Regions from separate parts of the Anser cygnoides genome. Here region 1 is linked to region 2. Evidence: chromatin contacts called from public Hi-C data. All regions are on one chromosome and are shown on one strand. The core of a region is the stretch at or near the end of the contact, and the rest is flanking DNA. Distances in the headings are between cores, read along the strand shown.

Region 1 (5,707 bases), core at 2,636-5,135, 140 kb before region 2:
TCAGAACACAAGTTTATGCAATTATAAGGCAATCCTACCTCTGCCCATCCCACTCCAACAGTGCTAACCCTCACAAGTTTTGAGCCTATTATTTCCATCTGAATTTGTAAAAGGGTATCGTTACAAAGCGTTAGGTTCTTAAAGAACCATTAGAATAGGATCGCTGCTCTTCTTGGTCTCCCGTTAGATCCTTGTCAAGAAGCAACTTCCACGTGAGCTCCATGTTACCGGGCAGCGCAGACCCTAACCAGAAAACACAGTCCCAAGCATGAGAAAAAAGTAAGCTACCTGACATCCCTAAAGACCGCCCGGTTCCAGCCCCCTCCCACGGGGGGGGACACCTCCCACCAGCCCAGGCTGCCCAAGGCCCCATCCGGCCTGGCCTTGAGCACCCCCAGGGATGGGGATGGGGCACCCACAGCTCCTCTGGGCAGCCTGTGCCAGGGCCTCACCGCACCTAACGCCCCCCCCCCCCCCCCCCCCCCCCGGGGGAGCCGCACGCGCCCCCACGGCGCGCTGCCATTGGCCGCCCGCGAGCCTCCCCGTTACGCAACGCCCCCCCCCCGTGCGGGCCGGGGAGGATCCCGCCCTGCGGGCACGTGACGCCGAGCGCAGGCCGCGCCGCCGCCATCTTGGAGGGGGCGGGAAGCGGCGGGGCCGGCGGGCCCGCAGCGCCGCCGGGGGGGCGCCATGATGGGGGCCGGGGGCGGGGGCGGGCCGCAGCCGCGGGGCCCGGCCCTCACAGCCGCCGCGGGGCGGCGGGCACCGACCCTGCGCGGGGTGCGGGGGGGGGGAACGAGCACGCGGGCGCCTGACGGGATTTTAAATCGGCCCCGTGTAACGGAACAGCGGCATTTTGTGAGGGAAGCCTTGAGCCACGCTGACTCCGTCACCTTCCATTTTCACCTGTCAGGGTCCCTGCAAACCTGAACTGAACAGCCTCGGCAGAAACACAGCAGTCCCTCTGTGCCCTGTCAGCCGCTGCTTCCCAGAAGAGGCTCTGCTCTATTTACAGTTTAACCAATAAGAAAAAAAAAACCTTGCAGAAGGCATGCAGTTGAGCCCTGCGCAGACCAGGCAGTATGTGACATGCATGTTCAGCCAAGCTGGTTCGGATCTCTCCGTGTTCCCTCTGCAGAAGAAACCACCACAACTTGGAAGCCTGCTTTTACGCCGAAGCCAGAACGCCACACGGAGCAGACTGCAATTCCAGTAGTTCATGGGAGCCTGCTCTCCCAGTGCCTTTGGTGGGGCACGCTGAGCACTTAGAGCTGGTGTGCCAGCTTCAGCCAGGAAGCGTGCTTCTAGTTATTAGCACTTCAAACCCAGCAAGGGCAGCGTCCAGCCTTACCGCTTCCTGTAACCCCATCTTCCCCCCCTCTACAGGGACTTGCAGGACATTTTGGGAGAGCTAGACTCGATACAGCTCAGTGAGCCAAAATAAACACTTTTTGGACTTATGCTATGAATTCAGTATGATTTCAGTACCATAACATCCACCCACTAGTTTATGACCTGCCAAATGTGCTTTGGCCTTAAAATGGTACAAGCGTGTACTTAGCATATTTGAAGTCTTAAAAATCCCTGTCTCCTTTCAGTAGTCCTCAAAAGCACATCCTGTCTTTACCAAGCAGATCAAGGGCCATTCCTTTAGAATCACAGCAGTTTTCTGTGAGTGGATGAACTGGACAGCATCAAAAGTAAATTTAAAAAAAAAATGTTTGTACCTTTTTCTGTTAAGCCCCTGACGAATGTGTTGGTTTTAACAGCCTATCTGCATTGTAAGTACCTATCTTCCAGCCCTTTCTTCCTCTTTGCACGAGAGGCCATCTATAGACCAAAAACTGCAGAGCTCCAAGACGATGACTTGGTTGCATAAATATGGGGCGGATTTTTTTTAAAGCAAACATTCACCAAAAGGGCAGCAATGGGTGGCCAGGGGGGAAAAACCCACGTTTAGATATTGCTGCTGCATATGAGAATGCTTCAGTGCCACTCATGGAGAGTCCTCGCTCTGTGACAGCCACCTTCCAGCAACAAGTGGCACATCTGCTTTCAAGATGTGCTCTGCTGCTTCCTGACAGCCACCCAGAAATTAAGCTTTTCTCTGAACAGAAGTTGCAGTTGTGACATTTTAATTTGCTCGTTTAGTAAAACGATTACCACCCCTTCCCAAAGGCCTTCAACCACCTCACGGAACGCGGCTTTTGAGAACCAGCCTCGCGGCCGCTGACCCTTAACTACAGCCCTGATCCTTGCCAAGTCTCATTTTTGGGGGGAGAGAGCAGCTTCCACGTGAAAATTGCCCCAACACCTTCTATTGTTTGGAGCCCCTGCAGCAAGCTCTCTCAGGCCGTATGGTTTCGATCTGGCGTTATGATTATTTTTACGAGTTTAGCCAAGCTGCCGCTTGCACTTCTGCATCGTGCAACTTCTTCAGCGGCCTGCAGCGTACGAGGCAGCCGCTCGAGCTTTACGGGCACTCTGCATCCTACGCTCTAGCAACACGGGGGCTCTAAAGGCAGCGCACCAGAAAGCATGGCTGGCCAGAAAAAGCACCCCCCCCCCCCCCCACTACGTCATACCGGGCAGTATTACGTCACAGCCCCACATTCGCAGCAGGCCCTACAGAGAAGGGGGGCAGGGCTCTCTGGGTGCCCTCTGCCCATCCCACGGGGGTGGGGGGGCTTCGCCTCGGCTCCTAGAAAATCACGGGGAGGGGGCGAAGAAAGGGGAGGGCGCCCAGCGGGAGGGCAGGGCGCGGGGCACGCCGTTACCTGGGCTCGGGGGCGGCCGAAGCCCTCCTCGTCCTGGTCCCCGCACAGGGCCCTCCGCAGGCGCTCCAGGTGCTCCCTCAGGGTGACCCGCTGGTGGAAGGAGAAGGCCGGGTGCAGCGAGGCCATGGTGAAGAGCAGCAGCAGCTCCTCCTGCGCGCCGAAGCCCAGGCCCTGGGCGGCGGGGAGGGGAGCCTGGCCGTTCTCCCCGGCGCCGTCCATCACCACCACCACGTCGTCGTCGTCGTCCTCCTCCTCCTCGGCCGCCTCCTCCTCGGCAGCGCCCGCCGGGGGCCGCCTTGCCGGGCAGCTCTGCAGGATGGAGTCCACCTGGGGCAGCAGGCGGTGCAGGCGGCCGGCGGCCTCGCGGTTCTCGGAGCCCAGCAGGGCCAGGTAGACGATGAGCTTGGAGCGCACGGCCGGGTCGCGGAAGTCGCCGAGCTGCCCGGGGTCGCTCAGCCCGTTGGCCTTGGCCTCCGAGTCGCGGAGGCAGTGGTAGTCCTTGCGGGCCAGGTCCTCCAGGCACGAGCCGAGGAACCGCAGCTCCAGCGGGTTGCACAGGTCCAGCAGCCCCACCATGAACTCCAGCCGCTGCGCCGAGCCCAGCACCAGCCCGAACCACTCGTACACCGTCTCCTTGTCGGTGCGGGCCGCCGCCGCGCCGGGCCCACCGCCGGCACCGCCACCGGCAGCGCTCGGCGTGGCGGCGGCGGCGGCGGGGGGAGGCGGCGGGCCGGGCCCGGGCCCCGTCCCGGTTCCCAAGCCGTGCAGCTGGCTCGGCCTGTCCGGCCCGCACCCCCTCCCCGCGGCGGCTCCCCCGCGGGCCGGCGGCCGGGGCAGCTGCTGCAGCTGGAGGTGACAGTCCAGGGCCGCGCCGGGCTCCTTCAGCCCCAGCCCCGCGGCCGCCGCCTCTTCCGCCGCCGCCGCCTTGTGGCTCGTCTGCTTGAGGGGCAGCTTCATCTTCAGCATCCTCGGCGAGGGGCGGCCGCCAGCGTCCCGCGGGGCCCGGCTGCGGGGCTGGGCGCGGAGGGGAAGGGGACGAAGGGGGGTGGCGGCGGCGCTCAGGCGGAGCCGCCGCTCATCGCCGCCGCGGCCCTGCCGGCGCGGGAGAGGCGCGCGCGGGGGCAACGCTCCGGTGCGTGCCGGGAAACGGGGGGGGCCGGAGGGAGGGAGGGAGGGAGGGGGCGGCGGCTCCCGCAGCGCCCCCCCGGCCGCCGCCTCCTCCTCCTGCCGCTGCCCCTATCGGCGCCGCCGACGTCAGCGCGCTCGCGACCGCGGGGCGGGGCGGCCGTTGGGGCCGTTAGGGCCGCTGCGGGGGGTGTGTGGCGTGCTGAGGGGGGCGCCGCCAGGAGGAAGGGTTCCCTAAGGGTGGGCGCTGTGAGGGCGCTGCCGCCGCCCTGCTCTGTTCCCAGGCCTGCGGGGAGCCCGCAGTTATCGGATTGAACAGCCCGAGCAATCTTGCTTCTTGCTCCGGCTCCCGCACGTTTACATAAAGACGGCGTAACTGAAAACAGAATCGCAAAACCCGTCCCATCACGGTGAAGAACAAAATGTGGCCCGCTAATTAGAATTATGCAAAGCAGCGTCCCTAAACAGCTTACAGCAACAAAGTACGAAGGGCCGCTGCTAACCCCCCCCTTATCTGTCTGTCCGGGAGCTGATTGTGCTGCCATGAAAGAGCCTATTTATTAAACAACCAAGTAAATGTCATGCAGATTGTAATAATCTTGCATGCATCGTTCAGATTTGACACAGACCTTCAGTGTACTCTTCAGTGGTGGTTACAGACTAAACCATATCCTGATTTCTTATATATATTCAGTGAGTACATATACTCACATACATACATTCTATTAAAAAATAAACTTTTAGGTAGTATATGTTAGGTTTATACTTTCCTAATGGCTGCTTTGACCTCTTCTAGTAACACAAATAGACTTGAACCCGATTCAGCTAACTCCACTCTTTCATTACCTTCACAGACCATGGTCACTGCCATCACGGCCTCTTCCAAGGCTTGTGACAGCAGAAATGTAGCAGGGAGCAGGAAGTTGTTCTACTGTTTTCTCCCAGATTGCTAGCAGTTCTTCATCAGTCCCAGAACCAGGAAGGTGAAGAGTAGGTGTAAGAGGTCTCATAAACCCCTTTATTCTTCCATTTTATCTTCCTATGCTGTTCACTGGTTAGGGCCTGGCTGGACCGATGAATCACTCCAAATACTTACAGTTAATAGAACAGTTATCATAATATCCCAAGATAATATTTTCTTACCATTATGAAGCAATAATTCTTGTCTCATTATTACGAGTTTTCTGTTTTGTTTTGTTTCCAAATAAAATCAGCCATGACTATCACAGCAGATATACTAAGCTGAAATCATGGATTTACTGAAACATGACCAGAGGCCTCTACTTTGAACGGCTGTTTCATCTGAATAGAATTTGCAGGATCAGAATTAAAATTGTATGGGTGTTAGAAATAACATTTCTCATATTTTAACAATATGTGATTCGAATAAAACGTGACATAGTTCCAAACAGATGACACCATGGAGGGGGGAAAATGAATTTAATTTTGGTGGGAGGGAAGAAGGCAATGAGAGAAAGAGAAAGTCCACTGAACCATTCATAAGTCCACAAAGGTATGAAAAATTGCACATGCATGAGGGTAATGGTTGAAAGTACACTCCCCAAGTCCAGAAAATACTTGAGCATGTGCCTACGTCCATCCCGATGTGATAGTTCCCAAGCTGATGCTAAGTTTCACAACTAAGCTGAAGAACCTGATTAACTCAGCCCCTTTGTATCTCTGGTTTTCTAATGGTTTAAATTATGATACCTGAGGAAAACAGATTTGCAATATAGGAAAAACAAAACAAAACAAGAAAAAAAAAAAACAGGAAAGGGACTGGTGTGAGAAGGCAAAAAGAAAAC
Region 2 (5,645 bases), core at 1,453-3,952:
ACAGCTAACTTAGGAAAACACGCACTCACTGCTGGATTAGACCTGTGGTTTATTTATCTGATCAAATACAATACCAGCTGCTGAAGAAGAAAATGAAAAGAATTCCTGCAAGGACCTTACAATTTTCAGCCCATCAATCTTCTGCAATCAATTTTAACATTTGGATATTGGCTTAAATTCAGAGATATGAGTCCTTCTCAGTTCTCGTTAACATTAACCAGGCTCAGGCTGAACAGCACCGACGCAAATCACCAGCTCTGCACTAGATCTCCACATCTCAACAAATCTGATGACAAAAAAAGTTCGAAAATCTACTTGAGCTACGCAAAAATACATTTTTCTCATTGTTCTGGATCTGACACCTGTCAACGTCAGTCAATGTTAATTGTCTTTTGAAATGCTTTTGAGACAAAAAAAGCACACAACTTCTGTTATAGACACTGGATTTCAAGACACTTCTATGTAACTTTTAACCTAAGGTCTACCATATCTATTTTTACCATGCCTCAGTATTGTTACACTGCTCCAAAAATACATTTTAGCCCCTCTCCTCTCCTCACCTCCTTCCCCCCTTGTTTAATAGTTGCATCCTGCTGCCATGCATTCTGCAGGTCAGCACAACAACCATAAAGATGTTCTCACATAAACGTACATTGCTGTAGAATGCCCCAATTTCTGGGGTGTATAACACCACTTACACAGGCTGCTGTTCTCCTAATCCTACTGGAGTATGTACATCATCAACAACTGGAAACAGCATATCATGTTCGCATAGAAAGGAGAATGTTTAGTCAGTTGGATGAATTGCCTGGAAGCCCCGAGAAAGCTGCTTTTAAGGAAACAGAAGTTTTTGCTGGCCCATGGCCTTGAAGCATGAGCTTCTTCCAACGTTCACCAATCTTATCGTGAAAGCAACCACACTGAAGCTCTCAGTAGGACAAAGCCAAGTATGAAATTCTAAGCATTTGTAAACAAGACAAGCAGCATATAAACAACACGGCAGGAATTGAAGAAAAATTCCATCCAGTTTTTAAAATACATTGAAAAAAATGATAAAAGCTGAAAGCCTATGTGCCTCCTACAATCCAAGTCATCCAGATACCACCAGTTCTTTCCAATTTTTAAGTCTGACTGCAGGTCTTTGCAACATTAGAAACTTTATTGTAAAGTAAACGGAAGTATAGGACTACGTGCAGAACGCCACTAGGTATCTTGGAATATATGTATAGATAACCCTTTCAACAGTCTGCTGAAAAGAACAGCGTTCATTTCAGCGCTGGCCAGGAGTTCATTAGGACCTCAAAAGTCAGGTGGCTGGGCAACTTCTCTCTCTCAGTGCCACTTCCATTAGCTACCAGGTTTTTAAAACTCTACTGTTCTCAACAGCCGTATCGTTAAATCACACAAGTAATTCTATTCTAAGCCATCTGCTCTACTACTAAAACCTAAAAGCTTTTAAGGCCAGCTATGCCACACCTTTTGAAACACCCTCACCGCTTCCAGTAGGTACGCTAGTCCAGTATACTTCCCCCCATCCCAAGTGGTGATCCCCGAAACGGAGAGCCCAAGACTGCAAGCGCCTGGAAAGCCTGGCAGCACTGGTTATCGGAAACACTGCGCTAGTGGTGTGCGACCAGGCAGTACCCGCGGAACTGAGGCCCACCCTTGGGCGCCTAAGCACCGCGCTGACAGGAACACCGCGCGGGCTCCTGACAGCCCGTTTCTGACAGCTGTTACGTGACCCTGCGCAACGTGCTCTGGGTGACCCTGCCCGAGCAGGCGGCCGGACCAGGCTGTCTCGGGAGATCCCTTCCAACCTCAGCCATCCCGTGAGACTTTAAAGGGATGGGTCAGGGGTTTCGACAGCCCTTTCGCCATGCAACACACGCGTTCCTTCTTGAGGGGAGGTACTCGGGAGGGCACACGAGGCCCAGGGCAGCCCAGCACCCATCTCAGGAGCCACCTCAGCTCCTGCCCCGTGCCCGGCCTCCGCCGTCAGGCCGAGGCTCCCCGGGACCCGCGAGCAGGACGGGGGCAGCCCGGCCGCCCGCCCCGTCCCCCCGGCACTTACTGAGCTGCCCGGGGCCGGGCTCCCTGCCGCCGGCCGCCCCCAGCACGCTGCCGGCCAGGCCTCCCCCGGCGCCGGGCGGCGTGCCGCTCTGCCTCTCGAAGTTGCCGGGGTTGGAGAAGAAATCCCGCAGGCGGGGCAGCTCGCGGCCGCTCTCCAGCAGCTCCGTGTGCAGCTCCAGCGCCGTCAGCAGGAACTGGTCCCGCAGCAGCTGCGCCGCCATCGCGTCCATCGACACCCGCGGCGGCTCCCCCGCCGCCCCGGCCCCGGCCCCGCCCCGCCATCGCCCGGCGCCCCCGCCGCCCGCGGGCCCGCCGGCTCCTCGGGGCTGCCCGGCTCCTCCCGCCGCGGCTCGGCCGGCCCGCCCGGCTCCGTGCTGCTGCTGCTGCCGCCGCCGCCGCCGGGCCGCCCGCCGCCGGGCTCGTCCTCCTCCGAGTCGCTGAGGAAGGGGTTCACGCTGCCGCCGCCGCCGCCCCCGCCCGCCGCCGCCGCCATCTTGCGGCGCGACGAGACCGCGGCGGGGCCCGCGCGGAGCCGCCTCGGCGGGGACGGGACCGGGGACGGGCCCGCCCCGGCTGCTGCGGGCGCTGCCGCCGGCGACGCGAGGCGAGGCCCTCCCGCGCGCCCGCCCGCCCGCCGCCCACTGCGCTCCGCAGCCCGCCCCGCGGCCTCTTCCGGCTCGCCGCTCTCGCGAGCGCTGCCCGCCCGACGGCCCCGTCCCCGCCGCCTGTGGGGGCGTGGGCGGGGCTGGGGGCGTGGCTTGCGGGGGTGGGCGGGGCTTCTTGGCAGCGGGGGCCGCGGAAGCGGAAGGGGATCGCGGCCGGGCGCGCGGCGGGAGGCGAGTGAGTTGTGGCGCCTGCGCAGTGCGCGCTGCGGGGAGCGGGGCCGGGGGACGTGGGAGGGGAGGGGAGGGGAGGGGAGGGGAGGGGAGGGGGGGGGGGGAGGGGAGGGGAGGGGAGGGGAGGGGAGGGGAGGGGAGGGGGTCAGGGCTGGGCTGGGCTGGGCTGGGCTGGGCTCTGGCCGCCGTCAGGGTTGGGAGCTCCGTCCTCACTGCTCATGGAGTCCCTCCCCAGCTCTCCTGGGCCCCCTTTAGGTACTGGAAGGCTGCTGTAAGGTCTCCCCAGAGCCCTCTCTTCTCCAGGCTGAACAACCCCAGCTCCCTCAGCCTGTCCCCGTAGGAGAGGGGCGGCATCCCCTCTGAGCATCCCCACGGCCCTCTGGGCTCGCTCCAACAGCTCTCTGTCCGTCCTGTGCTGGGGCTTGTTCTGCACGTGTCCTGGTACAGGCCCGTCAGAATCACAGAATCACAGAATCATCTAGGTTGGAAGAGACCTCCAAGGTCACCGAGTCCAACCTCTGACCTAACACTAACAAGTCCTTCACTAAACCATATCACTAAGGGCTACATCTAAACGTCTTTTAAAGACCTCCAAGGACGGTGACTCAACCACTTCCCTGGGCAGCCCGTTCCAATGCCTAACAACCCTTTCAGTAAAGAAGTTCTTCCTAATACCCAACCTAAACCTCCCCTGGTGCAACTTTAGCCCATTCCCCCTCGTCCTGTCACCAGGCACGTGGGAGAATAGACCAACCCCCACCTCGCCACAGCAGGGACACCACTTGTCACCGCTCTCCTCTTGGACATAGAGCCATTGACCGCAGCAGCTGTCTGAATGCAACCACCCAGCCAATGCCTTGCCCACCTGGTGGTCTGGGGGACAGAGGATGGGATACAGTTTTTTTAATCTTTTGATCATCCTATGTACCTTGTGAGAAAAATCTCAATAATTCAATGAAGAAACCCTTAGCCAAGTTCAGCTCCAGCAGTGCCTTTGCTTTCGTGATCCCCTCCCAGACCTTATCCCTGTTATCTTCTCCGGATTTGTGTCCCGCCTCCACTGCCTGTCGATTTTGGTTTTGTGTTTCAGTTTGGCTAAGATGGCCCGACTCAGCCAAGTTGGTCTCCTGCCACCCCTGCCAGACTTCTTGCGTGTTGGGATTGAGAGCTCTTGTGCCCTATGAAAAATGTCTTTCAATATTTCTGAGCTCCCATTCATTCCTTTATCTCTGGGGTCATTTTCCCAAGGGATCCTGTGCACTGGTATCCTAAGTAATGAAAAATTTGCCTTTCTGAACTTTGGGGTCTTGATTCTACTTTATGCCTGTCTCATGTCCCTCAAGACTGAGAATTAGTCAGAGTAGTAAAAAGCTTTTTATCTGGAAGTATACCATTCTCATTAAAATGATGATGTGAAGGTGTTACCTGGGTTGTGCATCTGACAAGGCCATCTTTTGTTACGCTCTGCCTTCAATATGTGTTCATACTGAAGGAAGTTCAGCTCACTGGAAATAATGCTGAACAGGGTCAGCATTACTTTCTCTTCTGTTTCTTTGAAAACATCCTCTTTCAGTTCCTGCTACGCTCGTAGGAGTTCTGTTAGTGTCAAGCTGATTCACTGGGAGTTCTGTTGGTTGCTTTACTGAAAGCAAAACTGGGGTTGAAATCTCTAATGGAAGAGTGGCCAAATTTCAGGGAGGCACAAAGACGTGTTTCTGAGTGTTTGGAAGTGACCATTCTGCTAATTAATTGAAACCGTATCAAGACTACCTATAATCTTATTTTACTGGGCCTTACTAGATATAGGAGTACTTAGTACCATAACTGCAAACTGGTTAATTCGTGTTCTATTAGTATGCTATAAAAGAGTGGTACTCCCGTATTTAGTTTACATACGTTTTCCTTAAAATGCAATCAATCTGTCCTTTAATAAACTTTTTTTTTTCCAATAATATACTGATTTCATATTGTGTATATCATAGGAAAAGAGTAGGGGAGTGTGAATGGGTTGTAGCATAAAATGAAGCGGCAGTATATTGAAAATGGGATTTTTACTTAGATTACAATAAAAATAAGAAAAGCGTTTTCTCTTGGTACTTTGGTGGAATCAGTGTGGTGGATTTCGTTAAGGAAATCTTGTCGCTTTCCTTTCTGGAGAGTTAAAGGATGCTCAGTGTGAACTTACTAAAAGTTGACCTGCTTGTGGTCTTTTTCCCTTTTTTCCCTTACTGATGTCCTGTAGCAGCCTCTAGTGGTGATCTGCGATGTTTACAAGTGATTTGAAGTTTAAAGATGGTTTAAACAAGTCTCCGTTTCTTTTAAGGTATGCGATGCTTCTGGCTTCTGTGTAGTTTTACAATAAGGACTAAATTTTTCTCTTCTATCCTAAAATAGTGCAAAAATATTCCTCTTTTTCAGTACTTCCTAAGAGGTTTGTTTTGGCTTATTAAACTAATTGAAATATTTACACTGATGTCCCTCAGTTGCTCCAAAATACTTTACTGGCACCTAGGATAAGGTTAACGCAGCTGAAGTACATATTCCAGAGCTGAAGAACGTAGGAAGAAAAGTGTGTTTAAACTGCCTTGTGCAATAACAATATGCTTAAAAATAGTTTATTGCAGTATACAAATAGGTACTCTAAGAGTCTAATTTAAGAGACTTGAGAAGAAAGCCTCATAAGAAACATCCATCACCGTGGAGGATGTGTGAGGCAGAAAAAGATGCTGAAGCTTTGGA

What was found. A called contact is a pair of places that touch in the nucleus more often than the background predicts.
Region 1: a contact with region 2 is called in a Hi-C map of liver, with 9 times the contacts expected there. The contact joins the promoter of ZCCHC2 here to the promoter of RELCH in region 2. A contact is called at or near these places in 2 of 7 Hi-C or Micro-C datasets (both in liver).

Annotation. Positions count from the first base shown.
Region 1 is chr2:82,581,761-82,587,467 of Taihu_goose_T2T_genome, reverse strand. It overlaps ZCCHC2 (zinc finger CCHC-type containing 2), which reads right to left and starts at 3,885. Exons shown (of 13, transcript XM_066992532.1): 1 at 2,778-3,885. The coding sequence starts at 3,743. It overlaps LOC106039942 (a long non-coding RNA gene), which reads left to right and starts at 4,021. Exons shown (of 4, transcript XR_001209581.3): 1 at 4,021-4,595.
Region 2 is chr2:82,437,913-82,443,557 of Taihu_goose_T2T_genome, reverse strand. It overlaps RELCH (RAB11 binding and LisH domain, coiled-coil and HEAT repeat containing), which reads right to left and starts at 2,702. Exons shown (of 30, transcript XM_066992522.1): 1 at 2,341-2,702; 2 at 2,072-2,338. The coding sequence starts at 2,563. PIGN (phosphatidylinositol glycan anchor biosynthesis class N) reads left to right here and starts at 2,816. Exons shown (of 29, transcript XM_066992524.1): 1 at 2,816-2,910.